Regions from separate parts of the Mus musculus genome. Here all the other regions are linked to region 1. Evidence: chromatin contacts called from public HiChIP or PLAC-seq and promoter capture Hi-C data. All regions are on one chromosome and are shown on one strand. The core of a region is the stretch at or near the end of the contact, and the rest is flanking DNA. Distances in the headings are between cores, read along the strand shown.

Region 1 (3,568 bases), core at 427-2,926:
GACTGGAAAGGGGTGGACTAAAAGATGGGGGTGGGTAGGTAGGGAGGTTGAACAGAGCACCGCAGAATGAGGTCCAAGTCGGTACAGAATGCGGGTAGGCAATGGGAGAGCAGAGACGGGTGGAAGGAGATTGAATTTACAAAAGGGTGGAGAAAAGAGATCGGAGTTAGGGCCAGTGAAGGCAGGATCGTGTAGGTTCTAGACACAGTCAAACTTCCAATACCCCAGTCCTATTTGGCTGACCAAGAGCGCATGGCCCACTAAAGGTGGGCTGACCAGATGCGCTCTGTAGGCTCTTCTCCAATTATCAAAAGCCAGAAGAGGATCGCAGGCCTGGGGGCAAGGTCCCGAGGCCACCGCTCCAGATCCAAACTCAGCGCCTACTCATGTCTGGCGCAACGGGGCGAGACGACTCAGAACCGGGCCCCGGTAAAGCAACCAGAAGGGATGAGATCGGCGCTTCAGGTGGTCGTCTGGTTCTTTAAAGTTTGAGGCCCGCAACGGAGCCCACATCGTTCTGCCGATCCTCTTCACCTTCGCTTTTTCTCCGCGGGTCCTGCTGCTACTTCTGTCTCCGCTCCCGCCGGCTCGGGTCCCCGGATCCCCTTTCCTGTTCGCATCCCTCCTTGTGCCCAAGCGCAACCCCCCCCCCCATCCCTCCCTCCGCGCTGGATCTCCCGCACGACGTGAGCGGAAAGTGAATGGGCAGCCCCAATCACAAAGACAAATTACCATGAGAAAAATAAATCAGGAAATCGCCCCTTTAGTCCCAGGTTCCCGCCGCCGCACCCGCTTCACTGGCTGAGGCAGGAGCAAGGGGCCCCGGGCTGCTCCATCCAGGGCCTTAGAGGACACTGTGGGCTCCGAAGGGCCCAGTTAAGGCTGGAGTAGCCTAGGGGGTGGAGGGGTCTAGGAAGAATCAGGCGAGGGCCGGGTTGGTGGCGGCGGCATGGGGGACGTCCCTGCGCGGGAGATTTCACACTCTGGGCCGGCCACGCGTTCCCACGCGCCTCGCCGCCCGCACTCTTCCTCTGCCAGGTTTCCCCGCCCGCCCTCTGCTGAACCTCTGTCTCGGCCCAGTCTCCGTTCCTTTGCCCCCTCGCTCCCCCAGCCTTTCCCTGGTCAGTCCCCCTACTCCAGGCCCGCGATCTGGGTCTCCGCCGCGGCTGCAGCCTAGACGCGCTGATCGCAGCCCAGTGGAGCCAGAAGCCAGAGCGAGCGGGTGTCAGGAACGCAGCAGCTCCGGTGGCGCCCCAGCCGAGGTAGCCCCAGACAGCCCCGGGACCCGCGCTCCAGCCCCCTGAAGCCTCCCCAACGTGCCTCCAACTTACCAGCGCCCCCGGACTCCCACCCCTCTACCTATCCTAGTTGCTGAAGTTTGCAACTCACAGCCCCAGCTGGCGAGGGAAAAAGCTCCGGAAGCTCCCGGACTCACCTCCCGGCAGCACGCGCAGGTGCCGGGCTCCCCGCGGCCCTGGGCTCAGGGCGGTGCGGACCACAGCGACGAACCCGAGGGCTGGTGGCCGGTCTGGGAATGGGGCGGCCGAACAGCAAGGCTCCGGACTACGGGTTCAGCGCTCCGCCGCAGTCTCCGACTCCTGTCGGGCCCGGCTGCGCTCCGGCTGCTCCAACAGCCGCTGGATGCGCGGCCGACCGGCGGGGCTCGGCGGAGCTGGGCTCCAGCACCAACCCCCGCGCTCCAACTAGCTCCAGACCCCGCGCGCCGGAGCGAGCCGGGAGGAGGAGAGTGAGGGAGCAGGCGGTGGGGTGGGGGGGAGGCGTGGGGGAGGAGTTGGAAGCCAGAGGAGAGAAGGAGGGGAGCGGGGGAGAAAAGGAGGAGGGGGATGGAGAGGACCTGCGACTGCTGGCGCTTCACCCGCCAGCCCGGAGGAGAGCGGGAGAGCGCGAGGGGGCGCCCTGCATCCCGATTTCGCCCCCTAGCAGAACTCCGGCCCCTAGCTTGCGAGCTATGGGGATGGGTGGACAGAAGCTGCCTCTGTCCTAGGTCTCTAGCCTTTGCCATCTTTTGCTAGGTTTTACCTTACCGTTCTCTGCCATCCCCATCTCAAACCGACCCCAACTTGGAGCCTGAGAAAGCTCTCCCCCCAACACACACCCTGGGGTCCCCAATACCCCAGCCCCTTTAGCTGTGTAGAAACATTTTTCTGCCTGTGGATTTGAAATATGAATGAGAAAAGGACCGCGTACTAAACCCGGGAGATTGTAATCAACTCCAGCAACAGCGAGATGCTAAGCTGCTGGGCTGGACCGAAAAGCCAGAGCTGACCGGTTGCTAGTTAACCTCACAAGCTACAAGATCTTGGGTGAATCTCTCTAAGTCTCAGTTTCCTCGGCTGTAAATTGACGTTAGTGATGTGCACCCTACCGAACCTCGTATGAAGAACCAGCAGGGGATCCAGGGAGTGAAATGGCTTCAGGAACACTGGGAGGGTATCCAAAGAATGTTCAATCCTAGAGGAACGGAGTAATGTCCGCAGCAGAGGGACCCTTAGCGCAGCCACACCAAGCTAGGTGGGATTGTTTCCAAGTTAAGTGATCTAGTGTCGACAGAGAAAGTCGAGGAGCGCAAGCTTCAAATCCTAGATGCTAGGGCTACAAGCACGGATGGAAAGGGAGCCCTCTGCTGAACAGAAGAGGTACTTTAATTATAAAATAAGGTGAGCTAAGGAAGTGAAAAAGTGGGAAAGACAAAGGACCTGAACAATCAAAACAAGAGAAGTGTGCTTCTAAGAGAAAACCAGAGAAAACCGCCAAATAATGCTTTAGGGGAATAAAAACGCTAAGAGTCTCTCTGGAATGCTTTGGAGAATTAGAACCGATTCCAGGTGAAGCACTTCGTGTTACAAAATGAAACCTCGGAAAAATGCAGAAGGATGGAGATAGTGATGGAGGCGGTAGGAGTCCCAGGATGCAGGCAGTAGGAATCCCGGGATGCTTCCCTCCAGTACCTCCAGGGTAGTGGAACAGAAAGGGTGTGCTCTAAGGAAGCCCTTTATGAGGTGCTGTGAAAAGGGAAACAGTACCAGACCTCAGAGAGATAGTCTTTCTAGGGCAACAGAAAAATGCTGAAGCTCGTAATGTGCTGCATAAAGAAGAACTCACAAAGATAAAACCTATTCTGGACCCAAAGAGAGATGCAAAGATGGGGATGGGGAGAAAGCGTCGTCTGAGCACAGACACATCTAAGCCGGGGGTCAGCTCTGAAGAAGCAGTATGCGCTACACAGACCAAGAGATCTGGAGAGTAGAAGCCAGTTTCTAGAATCTCTGGACCTCTTCCATGCTATACACACTGGCCCAACCCTCCCCCACACTCCCAATCCCTAGAGGATTGTTTTTACCATGGCAAAGATACAAAGATGTGGAATATAAAACATCTTTTTTAAAGATTTCTTTTCATTCTATATGTTGGCTTGTGTGTCTGTGTGAGTGTATGCCATGTGTGTTCTGGTGCCCGTGGAGACAAGAAGAAGACATTGGATCCCCTGGATCTGCAGTTGTGAGTCCCCTGGTGTGGATGCCGGGAATCATACTGAGGTCCTCTGCAA
Region 2 (3,568 bases), core at 520-3,019, 890 kb after region 1:
AGATCTGAATAGGAAAGCTCCTCTAAAGGCTTTGTACCTTAAAGGTACAAAAAAATAGAGTCAGATGATTTATGTGTCAGGGCCACACTTCAGACTCTGCTGTTGGCTTGATACACTAACCATCAAACCATTGCTTCTCAATTCCAAATCCAGGAAAACAAAACAAAACAAAAAACAAAACGGAAGTAGGTCTTTCAGTATTTCCCCCTGTACGCACGTACTGGTAAGCAGTCTCGTGTTAAACTTTGTGTGTACATAGCACTGGAGATGGACATGGGAGGAGGCAGCCATTTTTCTTGATGGTTCAGATGTGGTCTCCTCCCTGGACTCCAGAAACCTTAAGTGTCCCCAGCTCTGGACCCTGTAGCACAGCGTCTCCAGCATCTGGTTCCTGCTCCGTGTCGTCTCTTGAACGGCTTCCTGCTACAGTGAATGTCTGTGGTGCCCACAGCTAGCCTTTTTGTTTGTTCGATGGTTTGGTAACTATCAGAGTCTGTGTGTTAAAGACTTGGTCCCCAGGGGATGGATGTTCCTGAGAGGCAACTGAACTTTAAAGAGGTGCAGTGCAATGGGAGATTCCTCGGTTAGCTGGAGCATGCCCCCAGCAGACCACGGAGCCCCCAGCAGACCACGGCGTCTCTGATTCTTCCTTTTCTCTTTGCTTCCTGGCTCAGGGGATGAGTGGTTTGACCTGCCACAATTTTCCATTTTTAAAAATGTATTATATATATATATATACATACATACATATATATATATACATACACACACATTTATATATATATATATATATATATATATATATATATATATATATATATGTATATATATATATATATATAATTGCTGTCTTCAGACACACCAGACGAGGGCATCAGATCCCATTATAGATGGTTTTAAGCCACCATTTGGTTGCCGGGAATTGAACTCAGGACCTCTGGAAGAGCAGTCAGTGCTCTTAACCACTGAGCCATTTCTCCAGCCCCCAATTTTCTATTTTTTAAAATGATGTGTTCCTGTTGCCAGAAGACAAGTTTAATGGGGCCACTTGATCTCAGAACCACCAAAATAAGCATTTTCTCTCTATAATGTAAGTACCTCAGGCACTTTGGTATAGTGGTGGAAACCTAACACACCTGGCACCTTCTTGGGAAACACTGGAGCTGCTACAGAGTCACCTCCTAGTAAGTAGACTTTCTGGTACTCTGAAGAGTCAGTTCTGCCTAGGTGGCATCTCTGCCCTCTAGTTAACTGTGGCCACAACCCTGTACAACAAGTTCTGGGGTCATTCTTTTCCTGGAGTGGTCCAGCTTAAGGCTTCTCTTTGTATTTGTGATCCCTTCGTACTTCATTTTTCTTAAAGAAAAGTTTCATGTTGAACCTTCTTTGTTAAAATTACGTGTACTGTTTCTGTTCATTGGACACTGAAACACACTGGCCAATAGCTTCAGGAGTGAACTAAAGAGAGCGGAGTGCAAAGGAGCAGAGTGGGGCTTCAGGCAGGAAGCCTGCAGAGGAGAGCCTGGCAGTTTCTTGGGCACAACTTGAGAGATTCATGTCTCAAGAAAGTAGGGAGGGACTGGGAAACAGATATTTAGGAAAGTGGATATACAGACATTGGTAGGAGGTAGGGGAAGACAGTGAGGGGAGTCAGGAGTGACGCAGTTTTCAAAGCCTGGAAGTCTAAGTGGGTAGCAGCTTTACCTTTGCAGAAATGTCCAACACAGGAGGAGAAGGTCAGGCCAGATTCCCCTCCACTTACTTACTGTCTCTTACTCACTCGAAGGAGTTCCATATACTCTTGGATCACAAAGCTTTGGAATCTTAGATTCTTTGGCTCAACTTCTCAGCCTTTGAGTGGTGTGACCTCATCATCTACTTACATTAGTTTTTTAAAGTAGGGAAGACCATCCACTCCTTCGGACTGTTGTACTATCCCAACATCCTGTAAAGTGCTTTTCCATTCTTCAAGTTCTTGGTTTGGACAGGCTCTCTTCCATTATACATTCCAGGGCCCATCCCTCCAGTCCTTACAATCCAATAAATGCCTAAGTGAAACCTTCAGACCTTCCAGTGGAGAACAGCCAGCCAACCCATACTCGCTAAGTGCTAAAGAATATAGGCTTATGAAGTATCTCCCATGGGCTCATTTCTGGAATTTCATTTGGTTTTATTGGTGTGGTCTAAGGGTTCAGTCATGGAAATGAAAGGCTCCACACACCAGCATCTCAGAGTTGTTTCTATGAACAGCTCTCGGGACTCAGGACCAAGCCCCTGCACATCTTTGCTCTGATTTGAAGTAGAACATGGTAGGGCTTGGGACCTGCAGTTATGCTGGCTTGGGAGATGTCCTTCCTACTTTACAGTCTGATTTTTTTTTCCTCTGAGCTCACCTTATCTCTCCCCTGACCTCCAAGCCACATCCACCACGCCCTTTCAGCGACACTTAGTTCAAAGTTGACATTATTTCGATTCTTTTGACTAAATGTATTTCTTCTCTACCCACTCTAAACCCCAGGTGAGGCTTGGTCAGTATTTTGCTCATGATAGAATTCCAGTGCTAGCCTAAAGCCTGGAACTCAGAGTTTAGTAGACACTGGTAAAAATGAACAAGCAGTCCAGTTTATAATGTGTCAGTCATACCTCTTAGTACCCACAATGGTCCTTCCAAATGTGCTCTTACGCCCATTTTACAAATGGAAAAACAGAGGGGGCTCACCAGAGCCCATTGCTTCCAAGCTACAGTGCACAGTATTAAAAGACAATAAAATAGTAGTTCTGGGAAAAACACACACACACACAACTTGGCCAGAAAGCAATACTCCCCCATTTAAAGATCTCTGCAGGCTCTTCCCAGGTTCTGTGGGCAAGGGATGGTTGGGAATCTAAGTGAGTTCCGCGAAGCCATGGCATGGCCAGGGCTGTTCACCACCCCCTTCCACTTCCCCTCCGGGGTACCTCAGTTTGCCCTCCAAAGGGGCTGTCTGGCTTCAGGCGACTCCACGTGCCTGGTATCAGGCGGGAGATGAGGGAGGAGCTCCAACGCCTGGACCCTTGGTGGGGGGAGAGCTGTGGACCTGTTAGGGCGGGACCCAAACCGCAGCAAGCACCACCTGGGGCTTTGTTAGCTAGGTGCCTTGCCGGGGCAACTCCACTGCCTGCCCACCAGGGAGCAAGGACACTATGTGATGTCACAGACTCCCCAGCACCCAGAGTTGGAGGGAGGGAGGAAGCTAAAGGCCTGGGGATGGGTGGTGGTGGATGGGAGCCCATCAAGCTTGCATGGGCATTGGGGCCCTGGGCAGATGTGAAGCCCTAGGTTTAGAAGGACCAAGGAGCAGAAATAGCAGGTGAGGGGAAGCCCTGGGGGTGGGGCCCAGCAAACACTGCAGTGCTCTTCTTGCTTGAGGCAGGGCATATATGAGTGCACTTCAGGCTCTGACTCAGGTCTTCCTTAGGGCTACCTTTACTGCCACATTCAGATAAGAGGACTGCAGCATTAAGCGCCTTGCCCAAGATGAGGATTAGCTAGTGATAGATCCAGGCTAGATCCAGAATCCACCCTTCT
Region 3 (3,568 bases), core at 497-2,996, 530 kb before region 1:
ACAAAAATTAATGCCTATTTACAAAATTAAAACATATGCTAAGACTGGTTCTGGGTAAACAAATCTTTTGATTTTTTTTTTTTTTAAACTCACAGATTCATTAGGTCTTTTGGCCAAGGGGCTGGAGAGATGATGGTTCAGTGGATAAGAGTATCTGTCTGTTCTTGCAGAGGACTCAGGTTCAATTCCTAGCACCCATATGGCAACTTGCAAAAGTTTGTAACTTCAGTCCTAAGAGATACAATGCCCTCTTTTGGCCTCTGCAGCTAATGCACAGATGTGGTGCACAGAAATACATGCCCACAAAACACCGATGCCCATAAAAATAAATGTTAAAAAAATACTTTTGGCCTAATTATTTACCAAATAAATCAATTTGGTGAGGTTATCTTCAAGAATACCACTACCTACAAGCTACTCAAAGTATTACGGTTACTACAGATAGGGAAATGACATGTTTAACAAATTTTACTATCTCTACTTAAAATACACTTTTAAAGGTCATGTTTTTTTGTTTTTTTGTTTTTTTGTTTAGCTTCAACTCTAATTTAATAGCAGAACCATCATTGTGAATTGATCAACATCCGGATCGTTATTCTTGAATTCTTGGTTAACTATTCAACCTTTGAAATTTTTAGTACCAAAAAAGACACATATTTGACTTAAGTGTTACACCTTCTCTCGGGATCAAGAAGGCGATAGCACAGACCAAGTATTTGACTTAACCCTCCCCCAAGCTTCCAAATATTCATTGTATCGCACCACACACATAAAAAGGCACTATGCCAAATACTTTATCAAGTACACAAGGTCTCTTTCACTTTTTCTCTCCCACAAAATCTCAACTTAGAAGTAGGGGAGTTTTGGTAGAAGCTGGGAATGAAGTTCGGAGAACTACTGAACTATTAACTATCCCTACCCACAGCTTCAGAGCTCGGCCTGACCGCTCCAGAATGACCCGGTGAGCCTCCGGCACCTCCTACGCTGAGCACCTCCGCTTTCCAAGGCCACCCCCAGCCCCCATGACCTCCAAAGGCTCCCCTATAAAAAGCTCTGAGCAACTTGCTTTTCCTACAGTTTGTCTATCCTCCCTTCCCGGACCAAAGCACCGACTGGGACGTGGGGACAAAAGGCTGGACAAGCTTGCCACGTGTGGAAAACCTCATCACCTGGAACTCGGCGAACTCTTCACAGTTCACACTGCCACTGGGCGCCGCCATATTGAACGAACACGAGGACCCCCGCAGCCGACCAATCACCGTGGAGCAGAGGTGTCCGCGGTGCTGCCTGACAGCAAATACCGTGAGCCCGGGCGGTTGCCTTTCCTCTCGCTAAGCCTAGAGCATCGGGTTGCTAATGAGGGATGAGCCCCTCGAAGAAGCGTCGAGAAACTAACGGCGTTTGGGGAGGTGAGGGTGGGCAAGCGGTGAGAATGACTAGATGTTTTTAAAAACATAGCTAAGTGGAAAGCAGGCTTCCTTCGGGCATTCCCGAAGCCCGGACGCCATAGGGCCCTGGTCCCGAGTCCCTCCGCGTGTGTGACTCGCTTGCACAGTCCTAAAACACTACTCAGCGCTTCGCAGTTGGCAGACATCGCCCTCCCTCCTCCGCCTTCATCATGCCCGGGCAGGCAGGGCGTTTGGCCGCATCCTCCGCTCGTCGCGCACGTCCCGCACGCCCGCTGCGTCACGCCGGCACGCCCCGCCCACCCCGCCAGCGCCCTCCCCACGCGGGCCCTTGGTGACATTGAGCGCCAGCGCCGCGGCCGCCGTGGGGTGCTGTGCGTCGGCGGAGCGGGTGGCCATGTGGAGCCTCGGCGGCCTGCGCCTGGCGGCTGGTGAGACGCGGGTCTGCGGGCGGCAGGAGGGGGCATCGCCGGTGGGGGTGTCCTGCTTACTGCAACCGTGTGAGGACCGCAGCGCCTTAGCAGACGCGGGGGGCTGGCCGAGACCCTGGTATCTGGCGCTCATTCACGCAGCTCCCATCTTAAGTTAGTGCCTTGATGCCTCCACCTGGTCCCCATCCTCCTGTGAGCTCCTATTAAGAGTTATCCACGGAAGTAATGCTTTCCACCCTGACTTTCTCCTATCCGTTATTCTACTTGTGCCTTCCTACTTGTCCCTCCCTCTTTAGGTGAGGGACTCAAAGATCTCACAGAATACGAGTAATTGTTGCCTTAAGTTGTGGGTGGTAGTACATACTTTTAAACAATAGTGCGGTAAGTGCCGGGACTCTCTTAGGGGAAAGTGTTATGCTAATAACGTAAGGTCTATAGCCTGTTTTCTCAGTAAACATTGGAGCGGTTGAGTGTTTTGGAGTCTGGTAACGTGAACGTATCCCGCCTCGGGGAAATCTAGAGAGCCTTGAATTATCAAGTTGAGAAATCAGAGAGTTTGCAGCTTGTATCTTGAGGGTCTTTAGAGGGTAGCTTACCTTTTGATCATCTTTATGAACTTTCATGATCTATCCTTTGTTCCATGGCATCAAATTACTACAGAGTTGTTAAATTTTTAGAGAAAGAATAGCTCCACGTTTTGTTATTGGAGTAATGTATATTGTAAATGTAATTGAAGCAATGCAAAAAAAAAAAAATAGTACATGGAGAATAGTTGCGTAAAGAGTAGCCGGTGAAGAGGTTAGATTTTACCGACTGAAAGACCTTTCAATGGGTCAGCATTGCTTACACCCTTAAAAACTCACACCCACTCTGCTCTAGAAAGAAAACGGAGAAAGAGAAAAAGCACTCATTCTTTTACTGGTTTTGATTTGTATCAGTTAAGATCTAATCATCTAAAATCTCGATGTGCATGTTTATTAAGTATTACAAAGTTTTCAAAAGAGCAAGCAAAAGAATCAGCAACCTGTGAGTTATGTGAAAGTCACTTAAACACTGGCAGTAGTTACTTTTCTAGACTGTAGCACACGTCATGGAAAGCTAAAGTGTCTTGGAAGATTTCTGATGTTTTGGAACTTCTCTGCTGGGCCTCTAACCAAGACAGACTTCCTTGCACAATTTAACAACAATTTTACTTCCGATGGGGAATGTTTTAATAGCACACCAAGGATGTTATGGGCAACGACTGCCAGGTGATCTGTGAGTGTCTGGTGTGTTGTGAGCACCTTCCAGTGATTTCTTTTACTTTTACCTATTTTATTAATAAAAGCGCTTTCTGATTTACATTATCTGATTTCTACAGCGCCCCCCTTGAATCTTATTCCCTCCTGTCTTTATAAATAAACATAAATCACAGGGCTAAATAACTTGTGTAGCACCACCTGGTGATAAAAGTCAGCACCAAAGGAGGGCAGTGAGTTTGTGTTATCCGAGTTCCTTGCTGCTGTTGATGCTGCTGCTGGAATATGCGCATGTGTAAGTTAACCATCTTATAGCCAGATGGAGCTTTTTTGTTTTCTTTTGGGACATTCACTATGTAGCTCCGGCTGCCATGGACCTCACTATGTGGACCAGGCTGGTCTCACAGATACCCTCCCCGGTGCAGCTGGGGCTCCTTAAGGTGAAATGCAGATGTGTTTGTGAGGTGGACATACACTTTCATACACAAATGGA
Region 4 (3,568 bases), core at 401-2,900, 520 kb after region 1:
AAACTTGCTCTGGAGACCAGGCTGTTCTTTAACTCAGAGATCCACCATGCCCAGCCTGAGGGCATGTTGTTTCAACACCTCCTATCTGCAATACTAACAATCAGCCTACCACCCTCCAAGCCTATTTCTTCATTAAAAAGCAACATAATTTCTTTAGGCTTACAACGTTTGTGCAAGTGTGTATTATTGGCCTGTGCTAATACCAGCATCTGAGGAACATACAAAATTAGCTGATTCAAGTAAAGTGATTTGAAACAGGGTTTCACCGTATATATGCATTTTGTGTATATTTTAAGTTTTGATCCCTGCCAACGTATTTCCTACTGTAAAAGATAATTAAGAATGGATTTTCAAAATACAGTTTTAAATTTTTTCTGTATACTTGAAAGTCTTACAAAAAAAAAAAAAAAGCCATAGTGCTAGCACAGTAGTAGAGTACAAGCAAGTGTGAGGCCCTAAGTTCAATCGCCAGCACCAGTAAACAAACGGATGAATGCTTGCTAGGGAGTCAAGAGTGGTGTGGCACAGGCCCCTGATTCCAACAGTCACAAGATTGAGGCAGGAGAATCACAAGTTCCAGGCGAGCCAGGACTACATAATGAGTTCTGGTCAAAAAGAAAAAAGAAAAAAAAAAAAAAAAAAAAAAAAAACGGGAAAAGAAAGAGAAAAGGGAAGGGAGAACAGAAGGCAGGAGAAATTGCACCTAAGAAGTTTTACGACTTAGGAATTTCCTGACAATTTAAATTTATATGGTGATCCAGCTCACCAAAACCACCGGATTGCGAAACTGGATTCACCTAGCCCAACTCTACCTAACTGGGGGGGAAACAAAAAAACAAAAACAAACAAAAAAAAAAAAAAACCAAACCCACTAGAGACCCAGAGAAAGAAGCAGGTTTCTTCAAAGTCCCAGGGCGAGTTGTGTGAGAACTGGAACTAAAAGCCCTGCTATGAAGAGACAGACTTGAAATGGGGTAGACACCATCCCCAGAGTCGATTCTCTCCCTATCTCAACTTGCCCCAAGAAAATCTAAGTAATCCCCCTCCAAAGTCTCCGCCCCGGTCTCGGACCGCTCCGGCTCGGGCGGCTGGCGGAAAACTTCGACCACGTTCCTACCGCCTCCCAGACGAACGCTCCCGCCTGGGTTTTGAAAGCGGCCGCCTAAATGAATGATCTCCGCAGCCAGGCGGGCTTCCTCGCCGGGCTGGGGAAGTGCTGACCGGCCGCCCGGGGCTGGCCTCCGCGCCGCGCCGCGCCGCACCTGTGGCCCGCCCGCTCGCCCGCCCGCCCGCTCGCCCCGCCGCGGCCCTGACCAGGCAGCTCTGCGGCCAGCCTGCCCCATGCTCGCCCCGCGGCCGCCCCGGGCTGCGGGTCCGACCCCGCCGGTCACAGAGCTCGCTCCCCGCCTCCCCGGGGAGGGAGCTCCAGCCTCACCCCGCCGTCATCACCACATTGTAGATGACCAGGTACGCCGTGGCCACAGGCCCGGGGCCCTTCTTCTTCCGCGCGCCGCTGCTGTCGCCAGCCCCGACTCGGCCACTGCCGCCCCCATTCCCCTTGGTCGCTGCAGTCGCCGCCGCTGCCGCCATGTCAAGCGCCCGCAACCCCGCTCCCCTCGCGCCTGCACCTCAGACCCAACTGGGCTCTACGAGGGGGCGGAGGAAGGGACGAGGGAGAGGCGGGGCCGCGGCACGGGGCGGAGCCGGGACAGCGCCCACGGGGGCCGCCATCTTGGATGAGGGCAAAGACGCTCCAGGCGCTCGTCTCCGTAGCCGCCATCTTGGATAGGGGTAATTTCCTCCCAACTTCCGGCGCACAATCCGTGTGGGCATCCAGCGCCAGGTTTGATCAGGTTAATGTGAACCTGGGCCTCACTTGTCAGGCCTGTTCTTACGGATAATTTGTCTCTGGTCATTTGCTATCTTATGACCATCTCTTCCTGCTGGATCCAAATGATATGTCCTGGTCCTCGGTAACTTTAGCCTCTACCAGGTACCAGGTATCTTTACCCCTGTACACAGTTGCCCAAGTAGCTAGAGGGTGATTGACGTCAGTTAAGCTGTGTGTCCTGTTCAGAGAGCAGAAGGAACCAGCATTTTTGTAACATATTATCTTTCTCTTCTAATTGTAGCCAACTCGGGGAAATAGCCTTCAACAATTTCTTCCCTGTCTTTGGATTTTTTTTTTTTTAAACCTGCTCTCTTGGACACTCCCAACAGTCTCTAAAGGTTAGCCAGTTTTTCTCCATTTGTAGGCCTGCTTTTTATTAAAGAGGATTAAGGTCAATCAGTGGTTAGTGGTGGACCTTGTAAGGCAGTAAAGAGTTGTTTATACCTACAGGTTATGGGCTAGGTGGGAGGGAAATACTTCTACTGAGTTAGATCAGAAATAACTTCTGAAAGCTCCTTTAATCTGCTGACCCCACTCATTTCTTTTTTTAGTACTTTCTTCATAAAAAGTACCTTACTATCAGTGTTCATAAATATACTGGCATTTATGTAATGTAATAAAATATGTATTGATTCCAAGAAGTACTTGTGGAGCATATACAAGGTTGTATTGGAAAATATACATATTTCAAAATAAATGAAAGAAACAAACGTCGTCAGTCTTCAAGAGATTACACAGAAGGATCCAGGAATGAATCGATATGAATTAGCTGGTGAAAAGTGGTATCAGAAAATTATTACAATGATCCAGGTCACAATGATAGTGATTTAAGCCAGTGTGATAATAGTTGAAGTGAGGAACATTGAATTCTCAGAATATTTTAGAGTTAGTGAAATGTGTTGGGTAGAACATTTGGTTTTAAAGGAAGGTAAAAGGAGCATTCAGATTGCTTGGGAGAACAAGCTGTAAAAAGAAGTAAGTTTGAGCTGGACGGTGGTGGCTCAGGCCTTTAATCCCAGCACTTGGGAGGCAGAGGCAGGCGGATTTCTGAGTTCGAGGCCAGCCTGGTCTACAGAGTGAGTTCCAGGACAGCCAGGGCTACACAGAGAAACCCTGTCTCCCCAAACCAAAAACCAAAAAATAAAAAAAAGAAGAAGAAGAAGTAAGTTTGAAGGCAGAAGTCAGGACTTTTATGTTTAGCTTGAAATCCTTTTTAGAAATGTAAGTGGAAATGTGGAAGAGACAATTAGATTTAGACTCTGAGGTTCAGGAAGACCTGCAGGCTAGAGATTTGAGAGCTTCAGGATGCTAGGATTGAAAGTCATGATGCACCCCCAGAAACTGAGAGGTAGGAGCAGAGAAATTGCTGAATTCTCATCCTTACCTGCTCTCAAAGACTGTAAAGACATCCTGCTGCCTTTTCCCCTGACTTTTAAAAGAACATGTGAAGGAGGAAGGTACAGGTTTAGTTTTCAACATCCCTTACTCCATCATCTGACCTCAAAAATCACCAAGCACACACATGGTACATATACATACATGCAGGTGAAACACTCCTACAATAAATAAATCTTAAATAAAATAAAAACCAAGCCAAAAAAAAAACCCCAAAAACTAAAATCCAAAAATGCAAACCACCCCCGCACCTCTCATAAAGGAGTGAACTATTTTTCAAAA

What was found. Promoter capture Hi-C pulls out the DNA fragments that hold promoters and counts their contacts. HiChIP or PLAC-seq counts read pairs in DNA pulled down with a chosen protein or histone mark.
Region 2: a promoter capture Hi-C map of embryonic stem cells shows a contact between it and region 1, with 5 times the contacts expected there. The contact joins the promoter of Ropn1 here to the promoter of Sema5b in region 1. A contact is called at or near these places in 1 of 39 promoter capture datasets (embryonic stem cells) and 1 of 115 datasets of contacts at active chromatin or transcription factors (embryonic stem cells).
Region 3: a contact with region 1 is called in an H3K4me3 HiChIP or PLAC-seq map of embryonic stem cells, with 6 times the contacts expected there. The contact joins the promoter of Fam162a here to the promoter of Sema5b in region 1. A contact is called at or near these places in 1 of 39 promoter capture datasets (cranial neural crest), 1 of 484 Hi-C or Micro-C datasets (embryonic stem cells) and 1 of 115 datasets of contacts at active chromatin or transcription factors (embryonic stem cells).
Region 4: a contact with region 1 is called in an H3K4me3 HiChIP or PLAC-seq map of embryonic stem cells, with 11 read pairs. The contact joins the promoter of Hacd2 here to the promoter of Sema5b in region 1. A contact is called at or near these places in 6 of 39 promoter capture datasets (cranial neural crest, embryonic stem cells, hippocampal neurons and 1 more), 2 of 484 Hi-C or Micro-C datasets (both in embryonic stem cells), 3 of 115 datasets of contacts at active chromatin or transcription factors (all in embryonic stem cells) and 1 of 9 other capture datasets (embryonic stem cells).

The regions. Positions count from the first base shown.
Region 1 is chr16:35,539,470-35,543,037 of GRCm38.p6, reverse strand. It overlaps Sema5b (sema domain, seven thrombospondin repeats (type 1 and type 1-like), transmembrane domain (TM) and short cytoplasmic domain, (semaphorin) 5B), which reads right to left and starts at 1,676. Exons shown (of 22, transcript NM_013661.2): 1 at 1,436-1,676.
Region 2 is chr16:34,649,412-34,652,979 of GRCm38.p6, reverse strand. It overlaps Ropn1 (ropporin, rhophilin associated protein 1), which reads right to left and starts at 1,769. Exons shown (of 6, transcript NM_030744.2): 1 at 1,705-1,769.
Region 3 is chr16:36,069,739-36,073,306 of GRCm38.p6, reverse strand. It overlaps Fam162a (family with sequence similarity 162, member A), which reads left to right and starts at 1,746. Exons shown (of 5, transcript NM_027342.2): 1 at 1,746-1,837. The coding sequence starts at 1,804. Ccdc58 (coiled-coil domain containing 58) reads right to left here and starts at 1,647. Exons shown (of 5, transcript NM_198645.2): 1 at 1,170-1,647. The coding sequence starts at 1,220.
Region 4 is chr16:35,020,503-35,024,070 of GRCm38.p6, reverse strand. Hacd2 (3-hydroxyacyl-CoA dehydratase 2) reads right to left here and starts at 1,650. Exons shown (of 7, transcript NM_023587.2): 1 at 1,436-1,650. The coding sequence starts at 1,590. LOC105246106 (a long non-coding RNA gene) reads left to right here and starts at 1,726. Exons shown (of 5, transcript XR_876048.3): 1 at 1,726-2,000; 2 at 2,133-2,229.